Linked DNA regions of Mus musculus: regions 2, 3, 4 and 5 are each linked to region 1. The links are chromatin contacts, called in public HiChIP or PLAC-seq and promoter capture Hi-C maps. All regions are on one chromosome and are shown on one strand. Each heading gives the region's core, a stretch centred on a gene start, on an enhancer-like site or on the middle of the called end of the contact. The rest is flanking DNA. Distances are from core to core; before and after follow the strand shown.

Evidence for each region. Promoter capture Hi-C pulls out the DNA fragments that hold promoters and counts their contacts. HiChIP or PLAC-seq counts read pairs in DNA pulled down with a chosen protein or histone mark.
Region 2: a contact with region 1 is called in a FOXA1 HiChIP or PLAC-seq map of pancreatic cancer cells. The contact joins the enhancer-like site here to the promoter of Rab17 in region 1. A contact is called at or near these places in 4 of 39 promoter capture datasets (the C10 cell line, cranial neural crest, embryonic stem cells and 1 more), 1 of 15 datasets of contacts at CTCF or cohesin (the NIH/3T3 cell line), 1 of 484 Hi-C or Micro-C datasets (the G1E-ER4 cell line), 2 of 115 datasets of contacts at active chromatin or transcription factors (embryonic fibroblasts and pancreatic cancer cells) and 4 of 9 other capture datasets (adipose tissue, embryonic stem cells, liver and 1 more).
Region 3: a promoter capture Hi-C map of trophoblast stem cells shows a contact between it and region 1, with 4 times the contacts expected there. The contact joins the promoter of Espnl here to the promoter of Rab17 in region 1. A contact is called at or near these places in 21 of 39 promoter capture datasets (the 3T3-L1 cell line, 3T3-L1-derived adipocytes, the C10 cell line and 15 more), 2 of 15 datasets of contacts at CTCF or cohesin (the NIH/3T3 cell line and large pre-B cells), 4 of 484 Hi-C or Micro-C datasets (bone marrow-derived macrophages, liver and nephron progenitors), 4 of 115 datasets of contacts at active chromatin or transcription factors (the HPC-7 cell line, embryonic basal ganglia, pancreatic cancer cells and 1 more) and 5 of 9 other capture datasets (adipose tissue, embryonic stem cells, liver and 2 more).
Region 4: a contact with region 1 is called in a promoter capture Hi-C map of neural stem cells. The contact joins the promoter of Hes6 here to the promoter of Rab17 in region 1. A contact is called at or near these places in 10 of 39 promoter capture datasets (the 3T3-L1 cell line, the C10 cell line, the HPC-7 cell line and 5 more), 2 of 15 datasets of contacts at CTCF or cohesin (embryonic stem cells and large pre-B cells), 1 of 484 Hi-C or Micro-C datasets (muscle stem cells), 4 of 115 datasets of contacts at active chromatin or transcription factors (extraembryonic endoderm stem cells, large pre-B cells, pro-B cells and 1 more) and 1 of 9 other capture datasets (liver).
Region 5: a promoter capture Hi-C map of neutrophils shows a contact between it and region 1, with 3 times the contacts expected there. The contact joins the enhancer-like site here to the promoter of Rab17 in region 1. A contact is called at or near these places in 14 of 39 promoter capture datasets (the 3T3-L1 cell line, 3T3-L1-derived adipocytes, the C10 cell line and 9 more), 1 of 15 datasets of contacts at CTCF or cohesin (embryonic stem cells) and 2 of 115 datasets of contacts at active chromatin or transcription factors (the NIH/3T3 cell line and pancreatic cancer cells).

What each region holds. Positions count from the first base shown.
Region 1 is chr1:90,968,346-90,971,130 of GRCm38.p6, reverse strand. Rab17 (RAB17, member RAS oncogene family) reads left to right here and starts at 1,511. Exons shown (of 6, transcript NM_008998.4): 1 at 1,511-1,901.
Region 2 is chr1:90,676,670-90,679,389 of GRCm38.p6, reverse strand. It overlaps Gm9991 (a long non-coding RNA gene), which reads right to left. Exons shown (of 3, transcript XR_878398.1): 3 at 1-497. Among named protein-coding and RNA genes, the nearest start is that of Gm9991, 3.6 kb to the right of the region's middle. Within about 2 kb of position 1,374, at least 26 of the 459 cell types and tissues checked have an H3K27ac peak or open chromatin away from gene starts, as enhancers often do. A contact at or near this core is called in embryonic fibroblasts, pancreatic cancer cells and pancreatic islet, where this site is marked.
Region 3 is chr1:91,320,612-91,323,335 of GRCm38.p6, reverse strand. Espnl (espin-like) reads right to left here and starts at 1,261. Exons shown (of 9, transcript NM_001033292.3): 1 at 910-1,261. The coding sequence starts at 1,203. It overlaps Scly (selenocysteine lyase), which reads right to left. Exons shown (of 12, transcript NM_016717.3): 12 at 2,256-2,724.
Region 4 is chr1:91,411,819-91,414,559 of GRCm38.p6, reverse strand. Hes6 (hairy and enhancer of split 6) reads left to right here and starts at 1,338. Exons shown (of 4, transcript NM_019479.3): 1 at 1,338-1,503; 2 at 1,581-1,667; 3 at 1,758-1,839; 4 at 2,078-2,741. The coding sequence starts at 1,423. The coding sequence ends at 2,502.
Region 5 is chr1:91,464,170-91,467,056 of GRCm38.p6, reverse strand. No RefSeq gene overlaps it. Among named protein-coding and RNA genes, the nearest start is that of Per2, 6.3 kb to the right of the region's middle. Within about 2 kb of position 1,491, at least 47 of the 459 cell types and tissues checked have an H3K27ac peak or open chromatin away from gene starts, as enhancers often do.

The sequences.
Region 1 (2,785 bases), core at 262-2,761:
TATATAAAGGGCACAGCAGTAGGAAGATTTTTGGCCTTTTGCTCAACTCCCTCTTGCCTCTGAGTTGATTCCTCTCCTTGCAGCTATTCCTCCACTGATGTCAGAACCAGTGTTTCCAGCCTTCTGATGTGGACTAGACACCAACAGTTCTCCAGAAACCAACTAGTTTTGCAACACCCCCCAATTCCCCTGAGACTGCAGAGGTCCCCAGCCTCATGAACTGAGCAAATACTGGGTTGTTTGCCCCTCTAGAGGGAGACAGTTACAGTGGGATTGTATCTCACTGGTGAGGCAGCCAGCCTCACAGACCAAACGGCTTCTAGAGTCTCACTCTTTCAGTGGGATTCAGCGTTTGTTACTGTTTTTATGTAAGTTGACTTAATACATTCGGCACATATAAAGCTCTTTCCATTGCTCCTTGTGCATGTGTTGCAAGGGCAGGTCCAGCCACCCACAAGTCTGTCTTCAGGGTACTGAATCGAGATTAGAGTTTAAATAGAGGGCCAAGGATAAGCACCTCTATTCTGATCAGTCTCAGACAACGTGTGGTCCCGCCCACCACGGATCCGTCATTATAACAACATGAGAACTTCAGTCTCATTGTAAGGTAGTCCGACAAGCTGTTAGAAATGCATGCAATCTCTTCCCAGGCAGTGTACTCCCCAGTACAAGATTGCTAGGAGAATGCCCACTCCTTTGGGCTCGCTGTTTCAACAGTCTGATGTTCAACAGTCGAACTGAGCTACCTGTTACCCTGCAGCTCTGAGACTTGACCTCTCCTTACAGCTCCCGAGCTGTTGTCTGTCTGTCCATGGGGTTAATAACTCTTTATAAACCCCTTTGATAACCCCCCCCCCCCGCAACAACCCATCTCAGTGTCCCCTTGAACTCCGGAGACCTTTGTACCAGTACCATTTCCAGTGTAAACCGAAAAGGCCACGCCCACACATCTCTACCCACTACAAGGAGGATAGAAGCGGTGCTGGGTGCCACACCTTGGATGCCAATCTAGGCACAGGGAATCAGGGTCCTGTTCAGAAACAGAATGAGGTTCTTGGTCTTCAAGGCTGTGGGGGCACCCAGACGTGTGGACAGGGTGTGCGTCCTGGAGGACAGGGTGACAAGAAGAAGGCCAGTGGCCTCTGCAGAGAAACAGGTTCTTCAGGGTGCATTGGAAAGCCTCTTGGGAATCCACGACAGCTGCCCCCTCCCCCACTTAAACGGTGCTGAGTTCCCCATTGGGAACACAAGCTGGTAATCCAGGTGAGTTGTGAGCACAGAGAGAACACGCGATTGCCTGGGACTTGTGGCTGAGCACAGGAGAACTGATTTCCATCTTTCTTCAGCCTAGAGTTTCTCCTTCTGGGGATCCTCCAGCCCTGCCCAGGCAATTACCTGCTCCAAGGCACACCCATCCCAGGCTCTGGCCCCGGCCCTGCCCATCTGGCATGCGGCCTCAAACTGGAGATGTTTACATAAATTAAGAAGTGAGCTCGCTCGCTCCTGTAACAGAAGAGCTGTTCTCTAAGTCTGTGATGCTTTCTGGTACAGGTGAGACCTGGAAAGGGCTGAAATTCAGGGCTGCAGCTCGGTGAGGAGGCAGAGAGCCACCAAGTGTGACTTCTAGCTTACTCTGACCCAGCTGATCACATGATCATGTGGGGACTTTGCACCGGAGTTTACAGGAAGAGTCCTGCCGGCTGGGGCCTTGGTGGGAGCAGGGGGCCTGCTCACTTCATTTGCTCGGCTGCTGGTAGTCAGTGTGCACTGCTCTGCCCACCCCGCCCCTGGCAGGACCCTGACGAGTCATACAGCACCCAGGGGAAGCACAGCCAGGGGAAGAGAGGGGTGCCTGCGGCCCTGTGGGATGGTGGTCTGTAGCACTCTTCTAAAGTGAACAGGTGAGTCCTTTTTAGATTGTGTTGTGCTGCGTGTGTGTGTGTGTGTGTGTGTGTGTGTGTGTGTGTGTGTGTGCTGTGAGCATGTGTGAGTGTGTGTGTATGTGTGTGTGTGTGTATGTGTGTGTGTGCTGTGAGCATGTGTGTGTGTGTGTGTGTCTGCTGTGAGTGTGTGTGCATACAGATGTGTGTCCCTGTGTTCTCAGGACCTGAATCAGAGGCGAATCTGAAACAGTAGACGCCTTGAGTTTGTTCAGCACCTATAGTGTTCTTGTTTGGGTCACATTGAATTTTCCTTGCAGAAAGTTCCAGTTAAGGGTTTTGAACATAAAAGGCGAGTGTGAGTGAGTGGGTGCCTTGTAAGGAAGCCTTTTCAGATGGCTGCAGAGGCTCCAGCAATAGCAGAGAGCTTGGCAGACTCTTCCAAAAACTCTCTTCTGCAGCTTGCTGTCAAATGCCATGTTGTTCTGAAGTTCGGTGTCTGGAATGGACAGCTTGGAGGATCTGGGTGAAGAGGAAGGGGTGCAGCTTCCTGGGGTTTCCTCCTTCCCTGAATGTGTTTTCTTAGGTGGAAGAGAGGCAGGCTTGTGACTGCTGAAGAAGGACCCAGTCAGGATGGGAAGAGACTCCCAATTGCAACCACTGCCTTCAGAAAGATCCAAATTCTAGAAGAGGGGGCAGGTACCACATCTCCAACTTTCCCTCCAAGTCGAGGCTTCTGCCTGGCTGCTATTGGAAACTTGCAACACACAGTCACTCAGAAAGCAACACGAGCACATCTGCCGTGGTCTTATCTATTACAGAGAAAAATAATTAATAGCAGGAAAAAAATTCAGTGATAGGGGAATGAACTATCAAAGCGAGATAATTGTAGAAATCTGACGCAG
Region 2 (2,720 bases), core at 125-2,624, 290 kb after region 1:
TCCAGATGTTCCCACTACTCCCATCAGTGGCCCCGCCTCCCCCCACCTGCACTGAGACCTCTTGCTCCAGGGAGATGCATCTTCCCTGTGTACATTTGACACCATCTGGAGACACAAATGCGTGACTCCTATTGCCTTCCCTATGCGCAGCAGACTCTGCACTAGGAATGAGTTATAGTTTTTATTTGTTTCTTTCTCTTTCCCTCGAGTCTTTGCTGTACCTTTGCATTAGCAATGTAACACACATGGTGAGAGGCTTTCAGATACAGGAAAGCATGGAGATGATCAGAACCTCCTCTGAAAGCAGCATCTTGCCAGGGCTTCCGGTGATACTCTGACATTTGTACTCTGGGCTGGGTGACACGTGCAGCTTGACATGTAGGCAGAAGACATGGTCTGCAGTAGGACCGGATGCTGCCTTTTTGGTTGACCTTGGTGTCTGGAAGGCTTAGGAATTATCTGCATTTCAGTAGGAATGCAAAGGGTCAGCTTCAGATCTGGGGGTGGAAGATAGATAATAAATTCCCATCTCCACAGACATCCATGCCACAGCTGGAACTGGTGAGCTAGCATTATGATCTTCTCTGTGGCTTTCCTCCCTAAATGTTATTTCCCTAACTCCCTAAATGTTAGCTGGAAACAGGGGAGGGTGGTCAGGAATATCCAGGTGAGCTCAGACATGGTCATACACATCCTTATGAAAGGAGCACCGGGAGATGTGACATACATGGGGAGAAGCTCACATGACCCTGGAGGCAGTGATGGAAGTGAGCCAAGCCCAAGTCAACACCAGAAGCTGGAGAAGGAGGGGGAGGCTTCTCCTCTGCAGTGTCCAGAGGGATGGAAGCCTGTCTGTATCGTGGGTTGCCACTTATTTCAGACTTCTAGTCTCTTTGTTACTTTAAGCCAACAAGAATGTGGCAGTTCATTGCAGAAATTACAGAAAATCAAGGAATCAAACAGAATAGGCCCTGGTATGGAGCCAGGTCCTGGACCCAAAACACACCCAGTGTCAGAAATCAGGAAGTCAGACAGACAAACAAAAGGATAGAAAAGAGGGGTAGAATCAGGATCCAGTGCACTTCAGGTCCCTCCCAATATATAATTCTCCTCTTTGTGTTTCCAAAAGCTACATGTCCTGGGGCTCAGAGATGTGGTTCCATCTCAGCACAGATTCGTACTGAGGGAGCTGCATGCTATCCAACCTGTGAGGATTCAGACAAAGCCCTTCAGGCATATGGCTCTCCAGAGTGTCCAAACGTGAAGCTGACACCTCAAGAAAGAACCATGTCCTGTCAGAATGAAACAGGGATGTGCCTGAGATGCCAGGGGTGGGTGGTAGCACCCATGCACTGGCTCTGAGGGAGCAGGGTTAATGGCTCAGAAGTGGACTCATGTATTAGTCAGCCTTTCAGCACTGTGACAGGATCCTTGATGTCTATACCTTAAAAGGAGGATTTGGGTTTGTGGCTTCAGAGGTTTTGTGGGCCCCATTGCTATGGACCTGTGATAAGGCAGAACATAACCATGGAGGGAGGAGCTGTGTGGTGGATGCTGCTCACCCCAGGGAAACCAAGAAGCAGAAACAGGGGCAAGATAGACCTTTCAAAGACATGCCCCTGGTGACTCACCTCTTCCAACCAAACCCTCTCTCCTTCTAGTCCCTTTAGGTTATGAACTCATTAGTAGGGTAATTCATTGGTAAGGTTGAAGTCAGAGTCCTCACTGAATCAGATCATTGATGAAGCCCGAGTCTTTATGATCCCTTCAATTCCCAGCAGCACTCTCACCTGGGGATGAAGCCTTTGGAGGAGCACTTCATGTTAGAGTTTGAATATGAAACTTACCTCTTATGCTCATGTTTTGAATACCTCATCCCAAGCTGGTAGCACTAATTTTAGAGGAAACTTAAGGAGGTGGCATCTAGCTGGATGAAGGTCCCTGGGTGTGGGTTCTAGGGACTATATTCTCTCTGGTGTCTTTACCAACCCCCTTCCTGCCTCCTGTTGGCAAAGGGGTGAGTAGCAGCCCCTTTCACAGACTCCTGACACCAGGATGATGCTCTCCCCATACTCATGGGGAAGAGTAACCATGGGCTGAACCCTCTAAAACCACCAGCCAGGATAAATCCTACTCCCTCAAAGGGTCTTTAGAGGGATTTGGTCTCAGTGATAGGAAAAGTGAAATAACACACCCCACATCTAAGCCACTCACAGCCATTTCTAGAATATCCTATCCATCCCCCCTTGTATGTCATATTTCATTAGACGTTAGTTGACTCCTAAGGGAACTTGATGGTGAGTTTGCTCTAAGGGTCTCTCAGTGGCCTTCCTCTGTCCTGGAGATTTCCCCTTGAGGTGTTTGTGCTTGCCACCAGACCCCCTTGGGTCCCTGACTGAACTGGCCAGAGAGCAGCTGTGTGTTGCTCTCAGATTTCTTACAGAATGCTGACATCATGTACAGTCCTCCCCAGAAACACAAGAGCCAGGTGGGTATGAGGCAGAACACCCCACTGATAATTCCAGGCTGCGGCAGTGGGTGGGAGCCAGAAACTGAGAACTGAGGTGGAAGTAGCTGACTGGGCTGGGGGTGGGGACTTCCTGTCTGAGCCTGTGAATGATAGGACAAACCTTCCAGACTTCAGGTGGGGGAGGCTGCTACCCCGGGTTTGTGGGCAATCAGTTACCCTTTCCTCAAAGGCAACGCTGTGAGAGCTGTTG
Region 3 (2,724 bases), core at 12-2,511, 350 kb before region 1:
ACCCCACCCCAGCTGCTTACCATCCTCATCAGCTGAGTCCCTGTACGTTCTGCACATGCTCAGAAAGAATTCTAATAGCACAGTGATTCCCACCATGGCTGTTCCAGGGCACCAGCCTCTAGACCTCTGGGCTTCTCCCCTCTCCCTGATGGTCCCCAAGGCATTTCTCTTCAAGGTGTCAAGCATCCAGTAGACCTGGCCATTCCCTGAGGGTGCTATGATCCAATGTGAATCTAGAGACAGTTCAGTGTCTGTCTGCCCTTTACCCTCGGGGTCATTGGATAGATCCGTGAACAATGCTGTGGAGGCTGAACCACACTGCTCTATGCCACGTGGAGGTGTCTCCATCTCTATCCAACTCTGTTGATTGTTTCGAGCTCTCAAGAAGGCAGCCACGGCTAACAACTCTAAGTCCCTTGCCTGTACCAAGCAGGTCTAGGCATGCAAGCAAGTAGGAGGCTGGTAGCTCTGATAGAAATGTTCTAGCAAGATGGTCGCCATACTCGAGAGCCTTCTCACTACCACAGTCTGTGTCCCTAGGGGTACAAGATCCTGCGTACCCAAAGCCACTTTTTAAATCCACTCCTCGACCCTTTGATCAGGTCTGGTGATCAGGTCTGATCAGAGATGAGATCCTGAACACAGGCAAGGCCATCGTTGGCAGCCCTGGGTGCTCCTTGCTGAGGGAGGTGTGGAAAAACCCCAGTGACTTTTCTGTGCCAGTGCTGGATACATCTGAGGTTGTGGCTGGTGTTTAAGGGCTTTATGCGTTTTTTAGGGGGGAAGGGATGGGTTGGGAGAGGCAGAGGCACACATCTCTGACTGAGAGCTCAGGGCCTTCTAGGGATCGGACTTTCTGGACTCACCTCACCTCACAAACAGGCACAGAGCCGTCCTGTTCTAGCTTACCTGCAGCCCGCAGCCCGCATCACGGACCAGCCAGCACAGCTCTGCCAGGTTGCCCGTGGCTGCTGCATCGTGCACTGGTGTGGCCCCGTTGTGTGCCTGCTGGTTGCCTGGCAGCTTGGCTCTCTGTACCAGGAACTTGACACAGTCCAGGTGACCAGCCCGGGTGGCATGATGCACCAGGCCAGCCCCCAGATCATCAGTGATGTCTGGTCTTAGGGCACCAGCCTCAAATAGCCGTTCCAAGGTGGCCATATCCCCATCCTTGGAGGCCACCAGTGCCTGCTGCGCCTCCATCCTCAAGTCTGACTCTCAGTAGTGGCTTGTGTACAGGCCCGGCACGGCTTCCTGTTTCAGGCGTGGACGCTGCTGAAGGCTCTGGTTACCTGATAAGCAGCTCCCGGGGCAGATGGGAGGCAGCAAGAGGGGGGCAGGCTCTGGAGACTGGCCCTCAAAGCCTGGCCCAAGCAACTCGGGCTGGGTGCCTGGCCCTTCCAAGCATGAAGAGTGCGGGCCTGGGGGAAGGGTATGCAAGTCAGGCTGGCAGATTCCACTCAGCGGCTGGAGCCCTACCATCTACAGAGTGAAGTGAGAGCACCCCTCAGCAGGGCTCCTGGCCTGGGATGGGTCTCCAGCCTGCCAGCCAGCCAGCCAGCCAGCGAGCGGTGCTCACAGCTATAGTCAGCTCAGGCTCAGAAACCTGCCCCAGGAAACACTTCAGTGATAGACTAGCAGGCTACCCAGGAGACCCACTGCGATAGCCTTAGAGTCTAAATGCCATCACCCAAGGCACCCAAGACACAGACATACACATTCTGTGTGTGTGTGTGTGTGTGTGTGTTTACTTGAGACAGGGTCTCACTAAGTAGTGGTCTGGAACTCACAGAGAACAGTGATCCACCCGTCTCTATCCACCCATTGCTGGAATTAAAGGTGTGTGCAACTGTGCCTGGCTGGCTTGTATCTGAAATCCAGTCCTTGGCTGTTCTCAGCACCGACACTGGAGGAGCTTGCCTTGGCTGCTGGATTAAGGTAAGGCTGAGGGGATGACCTCACAGGCCCACATTGCCCCCTCTGGCCACAGCACTCTTGGGAGTCTGGACCATCCATGGTCCTTGGCTGGGGAAGTCAGGACTAATGTGGGGTCACCATGGTGCTATAGGAAGCTGCTGATCAGAGACCAACCTCAGGCTACCAGAAGTCCCTTTCAAGCCCCGGGGCTGCAGTGTCATTTCACAAGGTACATCAGAAACCTCCTCCCCTTCAGCTCAGATAGACAAGTGTACATCCCTGCGAGCAGCAAGACAGAGATTCTCCCACCACCGCCAGAGAAAGCCCAGGCCACTTCAGCAGGTGCAGACATGTTTCATTAGTTCATTTAATTTCTGACAACTGTTTTCACGGGTTGCGTCATCCTTTGGTCCACAGACCCAAAAAGCAGCCTCCAGGAAGACATTCCTATATAAACCTTGGTGCGATGTGTGCCACACATCCTTAAGATGGCACAGCCTTTTGCAAAATAAAATTAAAATGGAATCTGAGCGAGAAATGATCAGATTTCCCACTTTGGCAAAGACTGAGCTCAGGCACCAGCCTCCCGGTACCACGCTGGAGGTGGATCCCTGAGTAGAAGGCAGGGTAAGCTTCGACTTCCGGGGACAAGGCATGGGACATCTGCGGACCATCAGGCCAGGGAGGCAGGTGGGCAGTGGCTGGCTGAGGGCAGAGGCAGGGCTGCACTGGAGAAGGGTGTGTCTGTAGGTGCACAGGGGAAGCACGGGGGTGGGGGGTTGGGGGTAGGAGGGGGAGTCAAAATCA
Region 4 (2,741 bases), core at 89-2,588, 440 kb before region 1:
TTAGTGGTGTCCAGGCCTAAGGATGGAGTATGTAAAGGCTGATTAGGAGCTGGCTCCTTGTCCTGGCTCTAAAGCAGCAGCCGAAATCCAAGAACGCTGGAGCAGAGCCAGGGGTTCCGAGGGGGCGCGCGCGCGCGCACACACACACACACACACACACACACACACACACACACCCCTCCCGCGGCGAGGCAGGGCCGGCAGATGGACCGCCGACGACGCGGGGCTTGGGCGTCTGGCCGACACAGGCGTGCCTGTTGCAGCCTGCAGGACAAAGCCAGCTAGACAAAGGCGCGGCCAACACCTGTCGCTCCTGGCCGGCCTGCCGCTTTTCTCTGCGGAAGCGGCTGCAGCTGCCAACTGTCACGGGCATCAAGTTACTGGGGCCAGACAGCAGCCTCGGCCTGCAGGAACCAAGAATAGAAGGGGGAGGAGCTGAGAGGGACTGGGGGTAGTGGGGATGGGGGACTCTAAGGGGACTCGCGGGGAAGGGAGGTGAGCGTGGAGAGGGGTTGGGGAACAGGGATGTGTGAGACCACCGCAAAGAGGATGCGGAGGAACTAGAGGGAAATGAGAGGCGCTTAGGCGGGTACGGGGTGATGAACAAGGAAGGAGAAGCTTGACTGGGGGCAGTTGGGGTGGGGTTAAAATAGACAAGGTAGTGGTTGGGTAAGTGACTTAGAGCACAGAGAAATAGAGATTTAGTAAGAACGACCGCGGACCTTGGAGTAAGAAGGTTATAGGTGTCTTAATGGGTCCAAAAGGACACACAAGGGTCCTGTTCCTGCTGCTAAATTGGCTCGTACTTTCCCCGGACTTTGCACTCTCGCCACCGGTGACCCGAAGCCCCTTCCAGGTCCCGAGGTCACGGACTTGACTTTGGCACTGCCCTGTCTGAAGTCAGCTCTGGGACTGGAGCGCTATTCTCGAGAGCACTTTTGGTGAACCAAGGGAAGCAAATGCCCTGTAGGAATGGATGGGTGAAGAGGTGGGTGGAAGGGCGGCATGGATAGATATACGGACCGAAGGATGTATAGCTAAGTCCGAGCTTACAGGCAGGCAGGTCTGGCCTCATAACTCAGCGAAAGGAAGTACAAGCACACCAGCAAGAGAGAAGCCGGAGGTCACTGCCCAGGAGTCCTGCCCGGCCTAAGTGGCAGGAGGTCTGGCTGTGGGCTCCGCCCCGCCAGCTGCCAGAGACCCGCGGGGCCTGACAAAGCGCGCCGCTCTCATTGGCTACAGGCTGCCTCACGGCTGGCCTCTCCGACCACGCACAGCCAATCGGTGCATTGACATGTAAATAAGTTGCTATAAAATGGGCGGGGTCCCGCGGGCCGGAAGACTCCGGAGAGCTAGTGGGGCCTCCGGGCTGCGACCCACCTCGCTGAGTAGTTTGCACTAGGGCGCCGGGCTCCGTAGACCATGGCTCCGTCCCAGGCGCCCAGCCGGGACCGTGCAGGCCAGGAGGATGAGGACCGCTGGGAAGCACGGGGGGACCGCAAGGTGCGGACAGGGGCTACGGGTGGATGGGCTTGGGGGAGGTTGCGCGGGCCAGGGGGCTCAGTAGCCGCTTCCCACAGGCCCGGAAGCCCCTGGTGGAGAAGAAGCGACGCGCACGGATCAACGAGAGTCTTCAGGAGCTGCGGCTGCTGCTGGCCGGTACCGAGGTGCGACGGGAAAGGTGCAGGGGGGAGGGGGACCTTCAGGGTGCACCCCGAAGCGCACGGCCGGACTCAACTCCCTTCCCCTCTGCGCAGGTGCAGGCCAAGCTAGAGAACGCCGAGGTTCTGGAGCTGACCGTGAGGCGCGTGCAGGGCGCGCTGCGAGGCCGGGCGCGCGGTGAGTGGCGGCGGGGATCGAGGGCGGGGGCGCTGACCGGGCACGCCTGCCACCCAACAGCGGGACACGTCGGCTCCCGGAGCCCCGGTCCTATCCATGGCAAGGGCTTCCCCCAGAACGGGACACGCTACTGTGTCTCCTGGGTGAGCCCCGAACCCGCGGAGCGGATCGTCCGAGCCACGATAGTCACTGCTCACGGTGCGGGACGCTGCTCTCTTCTTCCCACCCTCCTGCACAGAGCGGGAGCAGCTGCAGGCTGAAGCAAGCGAGCGCTTCGCTGCTGGCTACATCCAGTGCATGCATGAGGTGCACACGTTCGTGTCCACGTGCCAAGCCATCGATGCCACTGTCTCAGCTGAACTCCTGAACCACCTGCTAGAATCCATGCCGCTGCGTGAGGGTAGCAGCTTTCAGGATCTGCTGGGGGACTCCCTAGCTGGGCTGCCTGGAGGCTCTGGGAGGAGCAGCTGGCCTCCAGGAGGGTCCCCAGAATCCCCATTGTCCAGTCCCCCAGGTCCCGGGGACGACCTGTGTTCTGACCTAGAGGAGATCCCAGAGGCTGAACTAAACCGGGTGCCTGCTGAGGGGCCGGATTTGGTGTCTACATCCTTAGGCAGCCTGACTGCAGCTCGCCGGGCTCAGAGTGTGTGGAGGCCTTGGTGACCAACACTTACCAGGGACCTGTGAATGGTGGCTGCCATCCTTAAGTTTGCTTCCTCCCTGGGTATCAGATAAGGTGGAGACAGCTCAGGATGCCCCCCAGGTATGCCCTCCCCACTCTCCAACAGATGACTTGAATGACAACCCTAATGGCCAGGCCCTGCAGGTCCCTAGCACTATTTTTTCGTGGACCCTAGAGCTCTGGATGGTGGCTGGGGGGCCAGGGGGTGCACTAAAGAAAG
Region 5 (2,887 bases), core at 242-2,741, 500 kb before region 1:
AGGAATGTTTTGTTTTGTACTTAAGAGTTGATAACTTTTAAAAAGTTATTTTTCAAATTAAAACCATACTTATACTATACAAATGTATTATATACAAAACATACATACACACATATAAAGTTATATTTGTTTTTTACAATTATTTATTTGTGTGTGTGTGTGTGTATGTGTGCCTACATCTGCACTTATGTGCCCATGTGTACCACCAAATCTAGGGGTCAGAGACTATCCTTTGGGAATCAACTTTTCTTCCATCATGTGGGTCCTGGGGTGGAACTCAGGCAGTTAGGTTTGATGGTACATGCATTTCCCCACTGAACCATCTCACGGGCCCTACATAAAAATTTAGAAAATGTAAAGAAGAAATCATGTTTCCTTATATTTCACAGAGGAAGGATGTAAAATTGGGGTTTCTCTTTCTGCTTTGCTTTTTAAGTATATGCTACACAGAGACAGGTGACGTACACACCTTGCTGTTAAAGTGAACTCGTTTTAGAAGAATAGCTTGCAAACCTGGGTTTCTCAGCCCAATATAGCCTTCAAGGTAGGTGTTTCAGATGGAGGCCTTCCATGGCAAGCTTTGCTTCCTTGGCTCCTGGGACGGAGAACAGAACAAGACATTCCAAGACTCCTGATCTTTGACCCCAAGGTCAACCATCTGAGGCCAGAATGGCCAGGTTGGACCAGGCTTGTGACTCTGAGTGGTCAGCTAGTGCATCAGAAGGGTGGGAAGTGGATAAAGGAAACACCCAATGACTTCTGTCAACCTCCACTCCCCCGCCTCACCCCACTCCCTGCCGCCAATTACCACTGCCCTGCGACAGGGTCTCCCTCAGCCTCCGTTGCCTTGAGAGAACATATTGTGTTCTCCAAGAGTAGAAGTGGTGTCCACTCCTTGTCACTGCAACACATCCAAAGCTCTCATTCTGTTGTTGCACCTGCGCTCCAGAGAAATCTGAGTCCAAGGGGCACAAGGTCTCCATGACCTTGAGAGGTGACTGGTGAGGAGCACTTGATTGAGAGTATTTCATGACAAGGGTCCCACTTTCAGTCTTCTTTACAGAAGTTGGGAAGATTGCTTTCTAGCTAATGAATCCAAGAAAGCTGGTTTCTCACTGCAACTGAACAGAGACAACTCTTATTTGCTGGGGACATGTTCTGGTAGCCACGCAGATCTGAGCCAGGGCTGGAGACTGAGTGCCTCTCCATCTATATGGCCTTGATTGTCACCACTTTGCTAATGGGTCATGGTGGCAGCTGAGACATGGCCACTGTGGGTCTTCCTTCCTTCCTTCCTTCCTTCCTTCCTTCCTTCCTTCCTTCCTCTCTCTCTCTCTCTCTCTCTCTCTCTCTCTCTCTCTCTCTCTCTTTCATCATAGAAATAGGTACATGCTGTAAAACTTTGGCTTCCTTTTTCTGCTCCCCCACCCCCCTCTTTAGCAAACCAGGTTGTTAAACATTCACTACCACTCTGTTGGAGTCACTATCAGAATCGAGTGGAATTAGTTCCTGGTGCCTCTGCCAGACACTGCAGAAGGCACACTCCACATCACAGAGGAGAGCTGAAAGGAATGCAAGTTGAGCCCTGCTCTCCATCCCCCATGGCTCAGTGAAGATCCATTATCCTACAAGTGCCTGCAGGCCTCCCAGCCAGCTCTGCAGCTCTGTGGCTACTGGACTAGCTCCTGCCAGAGTGGGCTTAGGCTCTGGCAGGCTCTGAACTGCCCCTAGCTGGAGGCCTGTAACCTGAGAGGTGAGGGAAGGTTAGAGGCTTAAGCCAAATACCACCCTGCAGGCACCTGACCCACAGGAAGGATCAGGCAAGAGCAGAATCCTCTGGGGAAGTAATGGCTCCTGCTGCATTGAGGAGACTTGAAGGGGTAAGATTCTTAGCCCACCTACCTACAAGGTCTATATCACAGGGTCAGGGTCACATTTGAACACTGGGTGTCTGTCAAGGCTGGGATTTGGGTCTCTGATCCCAGGCCCCTAGTTCTAGGTCTGATTTTTCAATAATCTACCTAGTACTATAGGAGATTAAAATTTCCTAAGCTGCCTTAGAGCCCTAAGGTTTTCAAAATTTGTCTTAAATGGGAGATTAACTGTCCTAAGCCCTTTCCTTTCCCATTTGTCCAGGTCCAGAATCAAACACAAGCCACCTTCTTCACTGTCATTGCCATTGCCACCGCTCTCACCAAGCATTGCCCAGTGCCTTGTTCCCTCTTTGCCCCACCCCATTACAGCCGTCTAGAGGTAAAATGTCTAGTAACTGCAGTGCTACCAATGACTAGGTTATTAGCAGGGATCAGAAAACCTTTCCTGCAAAGGGTCAGATAGTAAACAGTCTCAGCTAATAGGCTCTCTTGGCAGAGTCACAATAGCATCCTGGGGCTTTCTTCCCTCTCCCCTTTCCCTTTAACTCGCAGGCTATGCCAAAGCTGGCCTCGAGCCAGATTTGACTGCCAAGCCATAGTTTAATGATCTCTGGTGATTATGGTCTCACAGGGACAGGTGAGCTTGGATATGCTTTGTGTCTTACAATGTGACTCGTCCCTCAAAGTTCCATGTCTAGGGAGCCTGGTCCTCAGTGTGGTGACATTGGGACGTGCTGTGCACCTTTTAAGAGGTGGGGACAGGGGAAGGTCCTTAGATCATTGAGGCTGCTGAGGATCAAGGTAGAGGGCATGAAACATATTTGGTTATTTCTGGAGTAAGGGCCTTTTATCATCTCCCTGTCTTTATTCCTAGTGATGTAATCCCTCCTTCGTGGGTGTGCTTCTGCTACAGTGCCATCCAATACGAGGTTTTCACCAAAGCCATAATCCGAGGGCCACCTGATCTTGGACTTTCGGTCTTCAAATCTGTGGGTTACATAAGCTTCTTTTCT